Regions from separate parts of the Arachis hypogaea genome. Here region 2 is linked to region 1. A link is a contact called in public Hi-C data. All regions are on one chromosome and are shown on one strand. Each heading gives the region's core, a stretch centred on a gene start, on an enhancer-like site or on the middle of the called end of the contact. The rest is flanking DNA. Distances are from core to core; before and after follow the strand shown. Region 1 holds the start of LOC112744178 (ferric reduction oxidase 2). Region 2 holds the start of LOC140178744.

Region 1 (6,065 bases), core at 357-2,856:
ACAAACTAATCTTGGCCCCTAAATTTAAATAAAGGAGAGAGAAATAGAAAAAAAAAGGCAAACAATTTTGTTAAGTAACTGACCAACTAGGTATGAGCCAATTTTATTAATTATAATATACTTTTCAATTAAAAAGTCTAATAATACAAAAAAAAAAAATCAACAACTTTATCTATCTAACTCTATTTTTACTTTTTACTATTATTCTAAGTAAATTTGAATAAAAAATAACTACATCACCCATCCCTTCTTATTTCATTATTATTCACGACATTCACTCTCTCCTTCTTCTTTCGCTTCAGTCACGCTGTTGCGCTACTCCAACCGATGTCGATCACTCTTCATTGCAGGTTTTAAAAATTTCAAAACCTAATAAGATGAAACCATTAAAAAATATTGAAAAAAGAACATTTGAAAATTAAGTAAAAAATTTTTAAAAACTATTAAAAAAATCGTCAAAAATAAAAAATGAAGAAATATCTAAAACACATAAAAAAAATTATCTGAACCTAAAAAAAGAAATATTCAAAACTAGTAAAAAGAATCATCAAAAAAAAAAAAAAGAAAAAAGAGCAACTCCACGATAATGATAACGAAGCAGAAGGAGTTTCATGGGGAGGGACGGCGATCACGTCAAGGATACGTTGCACGGAGAGCTGCACATTGCGATGATGAGGAATCGACGTAGGGAGGGAGGCGATGCAATTTGAGCACACTCTGGCGCGATCTCAGACAACGAAGACTAGGGGTGTTTACGGGTCGGGTGAAACCGGATTTATCCTGATCCATACTTGACTCTAAATATATATCGGATCTATTTTTTAAACCCTAATCTGACTCTAAATCCGATGAAACTTAAACATTTTCGGACCACAACTATACTGGATTCAAATCGGGTGAAAACTGGATCTTTAAAGCTTTAACAATAATTTATAAAGAAACTTATTTATAATATACTTATTTATAAAGAAAAAATTTGTTACCGAAAAGTTGATATCCATATTTAATATTGAATTTGCTCATAAATTCTAAGTTGATGCTTCTTTGATCTATTTTTTAATTCAACAAATATAATTAAAAATAAAATAATAAACTTATAATTAATATAACATAATATTAAAATTAATTTAAAAAATATATATCTTTTTTAATTTTCTTAGAATACACCTGAATTAAATAAAGTGAGATTCGTCTTGATTTAAATCTGACCCAAAATAATAACTGAGTTTATTTTTAAGATCCTTATCCGATCATAGATTCAGTACCATCAAATTAATTCCTAAAATATTTGAAGTTGAATCGAGACAAATCCCAAAGATTCCCGCCAAGCGGAGCTCGATTTCAAGGATCCGAGCGCACCACTTACGACCATGAGAATTCCATGTAGGTCAGCGCACAGTTTTGGCGCAGAAGGCACAACGGCAGTGCGACAGACCAACGGCAACGAGAGAGCGCTACGCATTCACGAAGCCGTTATACCATGATACCTACGTTGAAGCTAGTCTTAATTTTCTGAAACTAATCCTAATTATTTATAATCTTATTTTCTAAAAGTTCAAAATTCGTTGGGAAACACTTTTGAGTTTAAGTGGATCCGAGCTGGCAGTTGGTAGTGTGCCACCCAAGCTGTGAACACCGTGTGGGCCCATCTCTACTCGCTCTTCCTCCCACAAAACCACTCTCTTCTTCCTTCTTTCTTCTTCACCTTCTCAAGTCTCAACCATGTTCTTCTTCTTATTCCTTCTCTTTTCCTTCTCCACCCTTTCCCTCTCCCACCCCTTTTCCCCTCTTGACAACTACCTCCTCGATTGTGGTTCCACTGCCCCACTCACCACCGCTGCCACTTCTTCCCTCTCCGCCGACCACCGCCTCTTCTCCGGCGACCTCGCCCGAACACCCAACTCTCCCTTCCACTCCCCTTCACTCCGTGCGTCCGTTTCACTCCGAAACGACAACCCCTTCCCTGGCCTTTCCCCAATCTACCACACCGCTAGGGTTTTCACTAGTCCAGCTAGCTACACTTTCTCCCTCAAAGACAAAGGACCTCACATCGTTCGTTTCCACTTCCACGCCTTCAAATCACCCCAACTCGATCTGGGTCGAGCTCAATTTCGAGTCTTGGTCGATGACTACGTCGTATTGACCAACTTCACCCGTTTGAATTGTACAGGGCAAAACCCTAAGGTTTTGGAATTTCTTGTCCCCGTCGAAGATGAGAAGATCGTGATAGTTTTTGTGCCTAATAGAGACTCTAAATTGGCGTTTGTGAACGCAATTGAGGTGATTTCTGCACCCAACGACCTTGTCCCTGAAACAGCACAGTTTATCGGTAGTTCAGGGAATTTGGTGAATTTTGACGGGTTGAACAAACAAGCCCTTGAAGTTGTGCATAGGGTCAATGTTGGGGGTCCCAAAGTTACACCTTTTAATGATTCATTGTGGAGAACTTGGGTTCCTGATGATGGGTTATTGAGATCAAGCTTTGGGTCTGAAAGGCTTGTTTTTGGCGGGAGGATCAAGTATCATGATGGAGGTGCTAGCCGTGAGGTTGCACCTGATAATGTGTACAATAGTGCTAGGTTGATCAGAAGTGAGAATGATTCTGTTACCAATGTGAACATTACTTGGGCGTTTCCAATTCTTGGAGGGTATAAGTACTTGATTCGGTTGCATTTCTGTGATATTGCTAGCATTTCACTTAATATGCTCTATTTCAATGTTTTTGTCAATGGTTATTTGGCTTATGAAGATTTGGATCTGTCTTACATTACAAGATCATTGGCTTCACCGTTTTATGCTGATTTTGTGGTTGATTATGGAGATGGCAATGTAGGTGGGGATTTGAGTGTTGGTATAGGTCCCTCAAAGAATAGCATTACCCATGCTGTTGATGGTATCTTGAATGGTGTTGAGGTTATGAAGATTAATAACTCTCATAGTAGTTTTGATGGAGAGGATTGTTCTACTATTGTTCTGAAAAGCTGGTCAAAGGGAAATTATTCAGGTTTGTTGCTTACTTTGGCAGCTGCTGTGTGCATTGTTTTGAGCCTATCAATGGTGATAAGAAGGAAGATGATTGAGTCAAGGGAATCTTTATCATGGTCAAGGTTGCCTGTGAATTCATCAGATGGTGATGATCATGTCAAGGTTGGCAATATTTAAAGAAAAGTTTGTGATATTTATGTAGATATCAAGTAAATAAGTTGTGTGTAAATTTATGTGGATACCATAAGAGAAGAAATATTGAATTTTAGAGTTTGAAAGTGACCAACATAAACTTGCGGATGAATAATTCTGTGGAAGAGAATCCTATTAAGGAGTGTTTGTTTTGTTGTATTAAAGTCTCTACTTGTTTATATCACCATACCTTCTGACTATTTATTTAATATCATTATTAATTTTGTTCTGTATTGTATTCTTGTATCAAAATCACTTTACTTGTTTACATCATAACTTTTAAAACATCATCGGGTAATTTAGACCCTCAAACCTCATAGAAAAATTGACAGAGACCACTTTATGATGCATTGAAAAGATGTATGGCTGAGTTTTATATTCCTTTTATTTCCCCCTTAAAAAATAAAAATGACTGTCATTACCATATTTTTAAATGAAATGAGTAATGCTACGTAGTCAAGTTTTTTTATAAATCAAGTTTAATCAAAATTAAATAATGAGATTTAAAATAATGCTATTCATAATTAATTTTTGTTGATATTAGATTAATTTAATTAGACTTAATTAACAAAAATACTTAGATGTGTAACATTATTCTTTTTAAATTTGCTATCATGAATATTTCATTATCTACGAAAGATTGAGATGTGAATTCGTCGTATTTGTAAGAGCCTCTTCCTATTTTTATTTTAGCGTTTGAGACATCTCTGTAGATGATTCTGTTTGAGGGAGGGTGATCATAGATTGGATTTGATTTCTTTTGTACACTAATAGAATTAGATGGTGGATTTCATGTGGATATCTATAATTCTGTAAAAATAAATAAATAAATAAATAAATAAATAAATATTTTTATATTTTATTTTAATTAATAATTATTATATATATTATATTATTTTATTTTTATTATTTAAAAAAAGTATATTTAACAATATGTTAAGAGTGAACATATTTAAAAGAGTGGAAAAAAGAATTTTATTGATATTTTTTAATAAAAATAAATTTTTTAAAATATTTTTATGTTTTGTGGATATATCTGAGATCCGATCCAATCCATAAATGTGAGGATCGGATTTAAATTTAAAAATCGCGGATATTATATCCAATTTGATTCAATGATTTTAGTGTGGATCGGATCGAGATTTTGGGTGTATTCGATCCGATCTGCATTTATGCTAGTCTAAGTAATATATTTTATTTTTTAGATAACTATATTGTTTGTACACCAAAATTAGTCACTCGTATAAAATGCATAGTGAAATATAAATATATATTAAAAATAAATTAAATTACACATATATTTATATACAAATACATTAGTGACTAATTTTAGTGGTTAATTTTAATGTATAAATAATATTTTTGTTAAAAAAATTTACCATAATATTTACATATAATTTATGCCGTATGCATAATTAATGTTCAAACATTAGAGCAACAAAAAAAAAAAATTCGACGTTTACAGTGAAAGGTTTATATATATATATATATATTATTGATATTGATATATCCATGTAAAAAAATCGAGATAATAATAAAAGAATCTTCTTTCACTAAAAAAAAAAAAATTAAGTGGAAAAAGCTTAAGCATCAATTATTTGATATTTCTTTTATATTTAAAAAATATCAATATACAATTCAATAATTAATTAAAAAAATTATTATATACGAATGATTTATGATAAATAAAAATACAATTATTATTAATTAATTTTGTATTTAAATTATTTTTTAATCAAGATATATGATAATTAACCATTACCCCTAAGAAGAAATTTTACTTTTTAATGTTTAAACAAAATCACGAAATAGCAACTTCTAGTAGGAAGTTTATCACAAAAAGTCAATCCTGCAAACGAGAGTGAATAGAATAGAATATTAATGCACCCCCACAATTTGAGTGCACTCTAATAATGCACCTTCGCTCTGACCCACTTCCCTTTCTCCTCCTTTTCTCCCATGGTTCCGGACTTTCAATTCATCACATTTTCTGTCCCTGCAACTTGAACAACACACGCCCCTTCCACATTCAAATTCGTAGTTAGATCCATCTCTATTTTTCTTCAATCTAGAGAAAATCAGATCGAAACCCTCCATTTCTGTTGGTCTCACAACCTTCTTCTAATACACCATACCAAGCAGGATTCAAGATTGGCGATTGCCGATAACCCTAGAACAAGCTGAAGCTGGAGAATTGAATCAATAAAGATGAATACGAACAGTAAGTGATTCCTCCTGATCTCAAAACAAGTTGTTTAGTTTTGAAATTAGTTCGAATTTACCACAGAAAATCTGATGAGGTATTTGGTGGACTTATTAGAATGCATCCTAATGATTGGGAACATGCATGGTCTCTCATTTCTTTTATGTTAGATTACCTGCTGCTGACTGTACTAGACTAGTACTAGCCAGTGCCGTAAAAATAATGAAAATTTGCTTTTTGTTCTAAATTAATTGTTTTATTTGTACTTTTAAAAATAATATTTTTATTTATAGTATTAAAATAACTTTTTATATTTTGGTCATTAATGATAATACACCATTTAAAAAGAAAATAAGTATAATATTAATTAAATTTTATCTTTTTCCTACAAAATAATTTGTCAATTTATATATATATTTTTTTTGTTATTGTATTTTTTTTATTCTTTTCATTTTAAAATAAATATCTTTTACTTTTAATAATTTATTGAAAAACTAATCTAAAAAAAAAAACTTATTTTAAAACAAAAGGAGTATATTCTTTTGTTGTATTTTTTCATAGACATCTAAAAAATGACTATAAATGGCTAAATGCTTTATATTCCATTCAAAATTTGCTTATATTTACTATCAATGTAAGAATAAAAAGGTTCAAAAAATATTTACATATATTATGTTATTTTCCA
Region 2 (6,090 bases), core at 1,427-3,926, 180 kb before region 1:
TTTTCAACGCCACCGGAATCACCGCCAGACTCCGCCGGACACGCCGCCACGCGCCGCCTGAAGTTGGCTGTCCGGTTGCAGGCGTTCTCTTCCAGAAGCATCCGTCGCCGTTGGATCAGCGCTCCAGATCAACGGCTCATCAAAGCCCCACGTGGCAACCAGACGCGAGACGGCCCGTGCCCGACCCGCGATACCGACCCGACCCGACCATCCAACCCGCGCGCCACCTCGCGCCCTGTCAACTGCTGACGTGTCTTGCGTCTCCAATCCCCGTGTGCCACGTGTCATTACTTGATGATGTGGCTGCTGACGTGGAATCTGACGTGGCGCTGACGTGGCAGACAAGTGGGCCCCTCCCTAAGGTTTTTTGGTGAGCTCTTTCCGATTTTGCCATCCGTTTCCTCATTTTCTGCTCCGAAATTGCAGTTTTTCTCTCCTATCCTTGTTCTCTATGACTACTTTTATGGCAAAGTCAGATGTTTTTGCTGCCACAGACAGAAAGGGGGCCTTCTGTCGCAACTGTAACCGTTTCGGACACCCGTTCTCCAGCTGTCCCTCTGTTGAATGTCGCACATGCCACCAGAAAGGGCATATTAGCTACCATTGTTCACAGTTGTTCTGCCGTTATTGCAAGCTCTCGGGACATTTGCTTACTACCTGTCCTACTCGTCCACCACGTCCTGCGCCTGCTTCTGCTGTTGCTGCTACTACTGAACCTACCACTGTCTCTCTATCTGATATTGCATCTCTTCTACAGCGTCTTCTCTCTGTTTCTGGTAATACCCCTGCTGCTTTATCGAGCCCTCCAGGTACTTCTAAATGGTACTTTGACTCAGGTTGCTTTAACCACATGTCTCCGTTGCGTAATATTTTCTCGTCCATGTCTGCAACTACAAATGGACCTTCTGTCAATACTGCAAATGGCTCCCTCTTGCATGCAACACACAAGGGTTCTATCTCTCAGTCATCTCTTAATCTTCCTGATACTTACTACATTCCCAAATTAAACTTCAATCTTATTTCTGTTGGTCAACTTGTTGATCTGGGTTTTGACGTCACCTTTTCTGTTTCTGGTTGTCGTGTACAGGATCCTCGGACGGGACAGATCATCAGGACTGGACGTAAGGTCTGAAGGTTGTTTGAACTCGAAAGTCTTCATATTCCTCCTGTACCAAATCTCTGTGCTGCTTCTTCTCCCTCTACCCTTCACTTATGGCATCAACGTCTTGCCCACACCTCCTTAGAAAAACTGCGTCCTCTTGTATCTCAGGGTGTTTTAGGTCAGGTTCCGAATGAATCTTTTGACTGCATTTCTTGCCAAACTGCCAAACAACCTGCTTTATCTTTTCACAATAATTCATCTCTTGCTTGCTCTCCTTTTGATCTCATTCACTCTGATGTTTGGGGCCCCGCTCCCACTGCCTCTATGGGCGGAGCTCGATACTTTGTCGTTTTCATTGATGATTATTCCCGTTTTACTTGGGTTTATTTGATGACTAATCACCATGAGTTACCTCAGATCTATATCAACTTTGCTACTATGATTAAAACTCAGTTTTCCAAGGCCATTAAGGTTTTCCGACGTGATAATGCTATGGAATACCGTGATTCCAAACTCTTAGCCTTTCTTGCAGAACAGGGTACTCTGTCTGAGTTTTCTTGTCCTGGTACGTCTCAACAAAATGGTAGAGCTGAACGCAAACACCGTCACATTCTTGACTCCGTCCGTGCAATGCTCCTTTCCTCTTCGTGTCCTGAGCGTACTTGGGGTGAAGCTGTTCTTACTGCTGTTCATGTTATCAATAGACTCCCTTCTTCTGTTCTTGGTAATGTTACTCCCTTTGAGCGTCTTTATCATACCCCCCCCAGATTACAGTTCTCTTTGAGTTTTCGGTTGTGTATGTTTTGTTCTTCTTCAGCCTCATGAACATAGTAAACTTGAACCTCGGGCTCGTATATGTTGTTTTCTTGGTTATGGCACTGAACACAAGGGTTATCGTTGTTAGGATCCCCTTTCTAAACGTATTCGTATATCTCGTCATGTTGTCTTTTGGGAGCACCACATGTTTTCTCGGTTCTCATCCTTTGAGTCGATTCCCACTACTCAGTCACCTTTGTTTACTAACCCCAATGTTGATCTTTTTCCTAGTGATGATTCTACAGGTTCTACCTCGAGTGACCCTCCACAGCCTCCTGTTCCTCCGCCTTCTCCATCTCCCGATGATTCCAGACCGGACGATGATCCTGCTCCTACCGTCATGCCTCCTCCCCCCGCTCGTTCTTCTAGGGTAAGGAATCCACCTCCTCATCTTCTTGATTACCATTGCTTTTCTACTATTCTTCATCAACATGAACCTAAGACATTCAGAGAAGCCTCCTCAAACCCAAATTGGCAACAAGCAATGCAAGAAGAATTACAGGCACTTGAAAAAGCACACACTTGGGATCTGGTTGATCCTCCTTCTGATCAGGAAGTTGTGGGCAGTAGATGGGTATACAAGATCAAGACTTGCTCAGATGGCTCTATTGACCGTTATAAGGCCCGCTTGGTTGCTCAAGGTTGTACGCAAGAGTATGGTATTGATTATGAAGAGACTTTTGCCCCTGTCGCTCGCCTTACGTCTGTTCGAGCTCTTCTTGCCATTGCCGCGGTTAAAAAATGGTCTCTCAGTCAGATGGATGTGAAGAATGCATTTCTTAATGGGGATCTGAAAAAGACAGTCTATATGAAACCACCTCCGGGATATCCTTGTCCTTCTGATAAGGTTTGTCTCCTTCGCAAGGCACTTTATGGACTTAAACAAGCTCCTCGTGAATGGTTTGACAAGTTTAGCACTACCATATGCAGTCTTGGTTTTACTTCTAGCCCTCATGAGAATGCGCTCTTCATTCGTAAGAGCGAACGTGGAGTTGTTCTTCTACTTTTGTATGTTGATGACATGATAATCACTGGGGATGATGTTGATGGTATCTCTGCCCTCAAGGCCTCACTTCACCGTACCTTTGAAATGAAAGATCTTGGTTCTCTCAGCTATTTTCTTGGTCTCGAGGTCATCTCCACCGATGATGGCATCTATCTCTCTCAGGCTAAGTATGCTTCAGATCTTCTTGCTCGTGCTGGGATTACAGATAGTCGCACTGAGTCTACTCCTCTTGAGCCTAATGTTCGATTTACCCCTATAGATGGCACTGTTTTGGATAATCCGACTCTCTATCGACAGTTAGTAGGCGGTCTGGTCTACTTGACTGTCACCCGACCAGACATCGCCTATCCGGTTCATGTACTTAGCCCGTTCTTGTCAGCTCCTCGTACTACTCACTATGCGGCAGTTCTACGCATTCTTCGCTACATCAAGGGCACTCTCTTTCATGGTCTTTATTTTTCTGCCCATTCCTCTTTGTCTCTTCAGGCCTACTCCGATGCTGATTGGGCTGGTGATCCCACTGATCGTCGTTCTACTACTGGTTACTGTTTGTTTCTTGGCGACGCTCTCATTTCTTGGCGTGCTAAGAAGCAAACGTTCACTGCTCGCTCAAGCACAGAAGCTGAGTACCGTGCACTCGCTGACACCACTGCTGAAGTTGTCTCGGTTCGTTGGCTTCTCGAAGATTTGGGTGCTCCTCAGTCATCCCCTACTGATGTTTTTTGTGATAACCGCAGTGCTATTCAGATCGCCCATAATGATGTCTTTCATGAACGCACCAAACACATTGAGCTTGATTGTCACTTTGTTCGGCAACGTATCCTTATTGATGCTATTCGTCTCATTGCTGTTGGAACACTAGATCAGACTGCTGATATCTTCACGAAAGTTCATCACCCGACTCGTTTCCGGACTTTGTTATCCAAACTCAAGTTGGTATCCTTAGCTCCCACTTGAGTTTGAGGGGGGATGTTAGAGAATCATTAGCATCAATTAGGATCAATTAGTATCGACTACATTTATGTAGTATATCTGTATATTAATTATAGGATTCTATGCCTTTATTACTCTGATTCATTTAGCACCTATAAATACCTCTTGTATATTGTACTTTTGATAGACAACTCAATAAGACACCTTTCAGATTACTCTCTCAGTCTCTTGTTTCTAACAAGGTGTATGATTATTATTTATGATTTAAATTTTCAAATCACCATCAACTTCATTATATAAATATGCATGCATCTTTAGGAAGAAGGAAACCTAAGAATTTTCAATTATGTATTAAATTATTTTTTCAGATATCAAATGGCATTCTACTTTTTAAAAAGTCAAACTAACAAATATGAGAAAAATTAAGGATAATAGTAAAGTGAGGATTATTTTTATTTAATAAAAAAACATCAAAAATATTTATTATGCGTAATATACATATATTTTTAAAAAAATTAATGAAAACCTTTATTCTTTATCTAATTTTTCTTATAATTAAAGAAATTTCCAAAAATTAAAGCTGAGAAAGAGAGTAGATAATATAGGCGAAGGGGAAAAAAAGACAGATACAAAAATAGAAGTCAATTTAGAAGATGTTTGCATGCATATGGTTGACTTTAATTTAATTTAATTAATTACTGTAGTTGGCGGAACTTTCAAACATATAATGAGTTTCTGTGCCAAATCGTTACCAACTTCGGGTGTCATTATCATCAACATTATTTAATTGTGTTACATGTATAAATTAATTTCAACCTATGTTGGAATAAATATATTAATTAATGGTTCTCTAGTCCATTTAATATCTAGAAAATCACTCTCTCAGAAACCAAATTGAAATTTCCATATAAACCTCGCTAGCTCTTTAACCTCTTCTTAATTAAGCAAAAGAATATAATGCAAAGTAAAGGCAATTAAAAGGAGTAGTACATACGTAAGAGATAAACAACAAAATATATTATTTATTTTCCTATTTATGTTTATGAAACAATAATGTTATCTAGTTACTTTCATATAAGTCAAATTTGGCGTCCACTGCTTGATTCAAACTAAAAAGTCTACTAGCTACCACTATTAAGGAGATAAAAGAAAAAGGAGAAAAAAAAGTCAATAACCACAAATTATATTTAGTAATAACTTATATTATGTCACTCTCAATAGCTTGGGAAGAAAAACAAATGAAGCATGACCAAATATATATCTTGGAAGGAATGAAAGAATTTCGTACTATATTTGGTTGGAGGCTGAATTATATATATTGCACGCTTTATGAGTCATGACCTATTTATAGGGTTGTCAAACGGGTTAGTCCGGCTTATTTAGGTTCGGTTCGTTAAATTTGTAGGTTAAATGGGTTAGACCGTTTAAATTTATTTTATTTATGAGCCATAATTTTTCAGTTCGGACCGTTTATGGTCAGTTCGTGAGTTAAATGGGCCAGTCTGTTTATTCTTTTATTTTATTTTTTAAAAAATATTTTGACAAAAAATATTACTTCTAAGTAAAAAACCTTTAAAAAAATATTTTTTTTAATTAATGGGTCAGATTTTCAAGTCGAATGGAAGAAAATATAAACTAAAAGTGCTATTTTTTTAAAAAAATGCAAAAAAAAAAAGCTAAATGGGCTACCCGTTTAACCCGTTTTTTTTTGGGTTAATCGAACTTAACCTATTTAATCCAAAATTTAAACGAGTTTAATTTTAAAGACAAAACCTACCCATTTAATTTAAATGGATAAACAAATTAACCCGATAAATTTAGGGTATTTTGACAGTCTACCTATTTATAGCCAGCTAGTAATTTCAACTTTGCAATTAATTAAAGGGTAAATCAAAATGATACGAAATCTAGAATGAGACACCTATCAATTAGAAGAAAGTTCTTAACAATTGTCAATTGGTCAACATAGATGGAACGTGCATTAATTGCTAGCTCTTCTTAACAACGATAATTTTTATTTCATTTTTTTAATGTTTAACTTTCCATGTATATGATGTTGATATCCATCTTTTTCTATTTGGTGTGGACATTACTCTTAACATATAACCTTATTTTTTTTTACAACTTTTGAATTGATGATTTCAACTAAATATTAAATATCAAGTGTAAGAAAAAAGAAGCTAAATATATACCACACATCGGATGGTCAAAATCACAAAAGGGAATATTGGTT

What was found. A called contact is a pair of places that touch in the nucleus more often than the background predicts.
Region 2: a Hi-C map of leaf shows a contact between it and region 1, with 5 times the contacts expected there. The contact joins the promoter of LOC140178744 here to the promoter of LOC112744178 in region 1. A contact is called at or near these places in 2 of 8 Hi-C or Micro-C datasets (both in leaf).

The regions. Positions count from the first base shown.
Region 1 is chr14:130,829,074-130,835,138 of arahy.Tifrunner.gnm2.J5K5, reverse strand. It overlaps LOC112744178 (ferric reduction oxidase 2), which reads left to right and starts at 1,606. Exons shown (of 9, transcript XM_072215051.1): 1 at 1,606-1,953. The coding sequence starts at 1,723.
Region 2 is chr14:131,008,808-131,014,897 of arahy.Tifrunner.gnm2.J5K5, reverse strand. It overlaps LOC140178744, which reads left to right and starts at 2,676. Exons shown (of 3, transcript XM_072215981.1): 1 at 2,676-3,741. The coding sequence starts at 2,676.